Regions from separate parts of the Hordeum vulgare genome. Here region 2 is linked to region 1. A link is a contact called in public Hi-C data. All regions are on one chromosome and are shown on one strand. The core of a region is the stretch at or near the end of the contact, and the rest is flanking DNA. Distances in the headings are between cores, read along the strand shown.

Region 1 (2,724 bases), core at 115-2,614:
GTCTCCGTTGGATCTTGCGGGATTTAGTCAATGCTGGTCTTCTAAGGATCTGATTGGATCCAATCTTTACTTATATGCTTACATGTTTGATCCTCCCAACCTACGACTCTTTTCATTGACGATGGTTGCTGACCTTGCGCGTCGATCATGTGGAGATGTAGCACCAAGACTTCACGACTTTCTATAGATTTGCCCGAATCCGATAAGGAAAGTCGTTGACGGTGTCGCGTCTTCTTCTCGCTCCATTGCTTGGTCGTCGGTAAATGATCCATGGACCTGATTGTATGTGTAGCGGCATGATTGCCTCATTATGAATAGACTCGAAGTTTCTCCCCAAAAAAATAATGATGCATCTCACATGCCATTAAAACATCTACAAATGGACCTCTCAAATGATCCTTCATACGTTTGTGGACGTGCCCGGTCAGTGATCGGACAACAGAGAGAAGGAAAAAAATGACCCAACCGGACCCATCATATCGTCCCTATATTTCCGGACTGTCCGCAAACTCTCATATCCATCTCAAACATGAGGAGAATATAAGGGCTCGCGGATGCGCCCGGGCATGTCCGGTCAGCCCGTCACATAGGACGTGACCTCACCCCGGACCATCTTTTTTTCTTTATTCATTATTTTCTTTTTCTCTCTTCCTATTCACCAATCACGTGCAAGTGACCGGACATATAAGGAAGAGAATAAAAAGTATGAATGCGTGAATGGATCAATAAAGGACACGCCTGATCACCGATTGGGCATGTCCACCAATATTTATGGGGTTGGATTTGTAAGGTTGGATTGTAGATGCTCTCGCCGAAACAGTGATAAAATTGTAAAAAAGCAGCCAGCAGCAACAGCCTTGCCACGTGCCGAAGAAGATTTCCCCCACAAGATACCTAATACAGCGGTATAGCTCTGAAAGAAAAAATGCCCAGGACAAAAACAAGAAGCAAACACCGGCATGTGAGCCGCGAGAGCAATACAAAACTCCAACAACAACAACAAGGAGTGGCAAATTAATCAGGTCCCTGCACACAACACTGTCAACACAGCAGCACGGCGAGCCAAGCCAACAAGGAGTAGTAATAAAAATGAGAGGCGGATCGAGTCGTCGCCGTCGTCAGTTTAAACAAACGGCGTTCCGCGCCGGCAGCCGCGCAGCGCCGACCCCGTCGTCACGGGCCCAAACGGCTCCTTCCGCTCTAACCGCGCCGTCCAATCCCGGCCGTCCGCTGGCATCTGAGGCCCTCCACGTGTGCGCGGCGCCCGCCCGTGTGCAACCCCCCGGTGCCACCAACCGTTTACCGCAGCGGATTAGGACACGCATTAATACGGCTACGCGCACCCCCCTGCCTGGCCCCGGGGATCAGAGGAGAGGAGGAGTGTGTGCGTCACGGTCACGGTCACTACCACCGACGCCGCGGCCCAAAAATAACTAGGCGCCCCCACAAATCGCTCTCCCACGCCTCCCTCCCTCTCACCCCCTCCCTCTGCCCCGAGATCCGCCCCGCCACCCCGCCCGTCTCCGGCGCCGATCCTCCGACCCCGCCGCCCATTCCGGCGCCTACCGGTACCTGTCACCGACGGCGGCACGCGCTTTACCGGCCTGCTCCTGCCGTTCCTTCAAGGAGAGGAGCCGATCGACACGGCGCCACGCCCGGGCCGACGGGCGGTTGCTGCTCGTCCGACGACGCGGCGAGGGCCGTCCGCGGCCGCGTTTCTGTCACCAACGTCGCGGCGCTCTGGGCAGCGGTGGAGTGACGGCGGGAGAGGCCTTGTTTGGCGCTGCATTGGGTGGGAACGGAGCCAGGGCCAGGCGGGCTCCTCGAGGCGGGCGGCGGGTTTGAGGCACGGATGCTTGCTGCTGCAGCTGGTGCCGCCAAGATTGTTCTGCTCCCGTCGGTCCATGGTCGTTGATGGCGTGGAAGGCGGCCATGGGGGGTAAGGCGGCGGCCGGCATCGGAGGCGACAAGCTCAAGTGCCCGCCGTCGTCCGCCGCGCGCTCGCGGATGAAGCTCTGGATGGTGCGCGCCACCACCACCGTCCTGCTCTGGACCTGCGTCATGCAGCTCACCGCCGTCGGCGAGACGTGGGGGCCCCGGGTGCTCAAGGGATGGCCCTCCTGCCTCACGGCCCCCGAGGAGGCCGCCGCCGTGCGCCCGGCCGTCGTCGACAGGGCCGCGTTGCTGCCGCCCAAAAGTGAGTTTCATTCTTCGCTCGCTAGCTCGCTCGCTTTCGTTCGCCCTGTTCGATCCGCTCCGTGTCCGAATGCTGTTCCTAGGACATTGACAGGCCGCCAGCATTTCGGTGTGGTACATCCTTCCGAAATCCACAGCGTAGATTTCATCGACCTGGGGATGATAAAGATTGGTGGTTGGCGTACATTTTGCTCTTCTTCCCGTGCTTGCAAACTCGCGTAGTTTAGCTCCGGCGATATCATCAGCCTGGGAATGGGATGATAAAGATTGGTGGTTGGCGCACATTTTGCTCATTTTCCTGTGCTTGCAAATTCGCGTAATTTAGCTCAGGTGTTGCGGATTCATTCCGTGGTAACGCTGTTAGCTGCATCCAAAACAGTAAATTCATCATCTTTTTTAAGCTGGACATGTGGTGATCCCGATTGCAGAAATTGGGCAATGTCGGATCTCCTTTCGATTGGTGCCTTGGTGGGTCAGGAGCAGGTCTTCACTATTCTGGTCGTTTGCAGTTGCAGCCTACACGATAGA
Region 2 (2,724 bases), core at 129-2,628, 210 kb before region 1:
TCAAAAACAAATCAGGGTTTTTAGAAAATGCTCTTCAAATTCCAAAATTGCTTTTGCTTCAAATATGAAAAGAAAAGGAAAAAATAATGAAAAACTAACCAAAAAAGAAAAAAATAAAGGGAATAAGCAGAAAAAACAATAGAAAAAAATAATAAAAAATGATTATTAGATTTTTGGAAACAGAAAATAAATCTGGGCCGGCCTATTTGTGGCGAACCCTTGTGCGTTTCAGCGCTTCCCTGCCGCAAGATGCGACAGGTAGGATTATTGAATCTATTTTAAAATAATAGTATTGCTTATTTTCAATATTGAATATTTTATGAAACGGCTAACATTTTAAAACTTTTTTGAACACAACAGAATATTTTGGATATTTCGTATTTAAAAAAACCTTTTTAATTTTTGGGAGATTTTTAAAACAATAAAAATAAAGAAATAATAAACAGGAAAATTAAACATTGATATAGTACACAATAGAAAAGAAATAATAATGTAAAAAATGGATGAGAAGCTTGTAGAATCGTCATAAAATAGGAAATAAACAATGCTAATTGGGTTGGGCTACTCGAGTGACAGGCCCCTGCAGAGCGCACCCCCGTTCTGCTGTTGGGCTGGCCCATGTTGGCTTCGTTTTTTCTGTTAAATTGTCAAAAAGAGCTGCTACGCTCGGGATTGAACCCACGACCTCACGCTTCGCTGCGACCGCACTAACAACTAGGCCGTCACAATATTTCACAAAAGAAAACTAGGCTGTGGCAATACATGTGATTAAGTTATTCGTTTCCTCCATTTTATTCTCTTTTTCCTGGTTTTCGGTTCGGTACCGTTTTGGGCGTTTTATTCGGTTTTTCTTATATTTTTCTTTGTTTAAAAATTTGCGGATTATTTTTTCAAATTCTTGAAACTTTTTTCAGTTTTAAGAACTGCTAAAAATATTGATGTACTTTTTTTGAAATTTGATGAACGTTTTTTCAAAATTAGTGAACTTTTTTCAAATTTGATGAACTCTTTTCAAATTTGATGAACTCTTTTCAAATTTGAGGACTATTTTTTAAATTCAATGACTTTTTTCAAATTTGATGAATGATTTTCAAAATCACTGAAATTTCTATCAAAATTGATGAATCTTTCTCAAATGTGATATTTTTTTCAAATTTAATTATTATTATTTTCAAAGTCTATGAACATTTAAAAAAATCAATGACCTTTTTGATTCGGCCCAGCGCGGGACGCTGCATGCGGCAGGAGCGTGAACGGGCGTGTGCAGCACCGTATTGGAGCTCCTGATGGCAACACTGCCTCAAGCGATTACGTATATGGGTGGACCCAGCACAACACCAGTGCTTGCTCAATCGCTCGCTCTCACCCGCGAGCACGAGGGCGCAGCTAGACCTTGTTTCGGCGGATGGATGACACGCATGAAGGGAGGCGTAAGATGGTCCAGCCTAGCTGCGTCGGCGGCCACCACTTCGTTTTTTACTTTTTCATTTTTGTTTTTTTCCTTCCTATTTTACTTTTGTTTATAACTTGAAATATTCTAAATAAATATATTACAAAACTTTACATAAAAACATTTCCAAAAATATAACCAAGCATATTAATAATGGTAATGTATATAGCAAATATGTTTTCTCATGAATATAAAAATGTACTAAAAATGTGTATGAAAAAAATGCTGATGTATTTAGAAAATGTTAACCCAAGTATCTAAAAGAAATTCTAATCCACATAGTTGAAAAAATTGAGCAAGCATTTCAAAATTATTAAATGTGTATAGAAAAAATGTTGATCGTGTATTAAAAAACTATTGACAATGTATTCAAAAAATGATAATCAAGCATTTGAAAAAAATAGAATGTGTACAAAAAATGTTGTCCACGTATTAAAAAAATATTAATCTTGTATGTTAAAAAAACTAATCAAGCATTTGGAAAAGGTATTAAATGTCTATTGAAATGATGTAACGATGTATTAATAAATTTTAAGTTTGTATTTAGAAAAATTAGTCAAGGTTTAAAAAAATGTGTATATAAAAATATTGATTGTGTACTAAAAAATTGTTAATTAAGCGTTTAAAAAATGTTAAATGTGTATAAAAAGATATTGACCATGTATTTAATAAATATTAATCTTTTATTTGAAAACTGTTATAAGTTTACTAAAATATGTAATAGATATATAACAATAATGTGCATAGAAAGACAATGAAAACCAATAGAATCAAGTAAAACCGAAGAAAGACATATAAAGATAATGAAATGAAACAATGAAAACCAAAGAAAATGAACAAAAGGGAAAGAAAAGCAAAAGGCTCGTAAAAAAGGCAAACCTAATAAAAACATAACAGATCTTCCTACTTGTAAATATTGGAGTTGATGATGAGTTCACATGTGGGGACACACAAATAAACAAAAGCACTTTTACTCACATGTGGGACTAGCAACCTTCAAAAAAGAAATATAATTTTTTACTTGGTGTGAGACCTATTCCAAGTAAACAAATACACCTAACCTAATGTGAGAATAACACTCTTACAAAAATGCAAATTGTAAATGCAAGTATGGGACTCCAACTCAAAATCATGGTCTCGATTTTAGTCATTGCCCAATCAATTATTCCAGCTCTATACCATAGCAGACGAGAGCAAACAAATTTCAATTTCACGATCTTGTGCATTCAACTTATGATGCCCATTCTCCTATGTTTCAAAATTCAAAATGTTAT

The links. Hi-C and Micro-C count contacts between places; a contact is called where the count stands out from the background.
Region 2: a contact with region 1 is called in a Hi-C map of leaf, with 4 times the contacts expected there. The contact joins the enhancer-like site here to the promoter of LOC123409656 in region 1. A contact is called at or near these places in 3 of 6 Hi-C or Micro-C datasets (leaf and seedling) and 1 of 1 datasets of contacts at active chromatin or transcription factors (embryo).

What each region holds. Positions count from the first base shown.
Region 1 is chr7H:124,329,417-124,332,140 of MorexV3_pseudomolecules_assembly, reverse strand. LOC123409656 (rhamnogalacturonan I rhamnosyltransferase 1-like) reads left to right here and starts at 1,364. Exons shown (of 8, transcript XM_045102519.1): 1 at 1,364-2,197. The coding sequence starts at 1,915.
Region 2 is chr7H:124,544,370-124,547,093 of MorexV3_pseudomolecules_assembly, reverse strand. No RefSeq gene overlaps it. Among protein-coding and RNA genes, the nearest start is that of LOC123408969, 41 kb to the right of the region's middle. Within about 2 kb of position 1,378, at least 2 of the 3 cell types and tissues checked have open chromatin away from gene starts, as enhancers often do. A contact at or near this core is called in leaf, where this site is marked.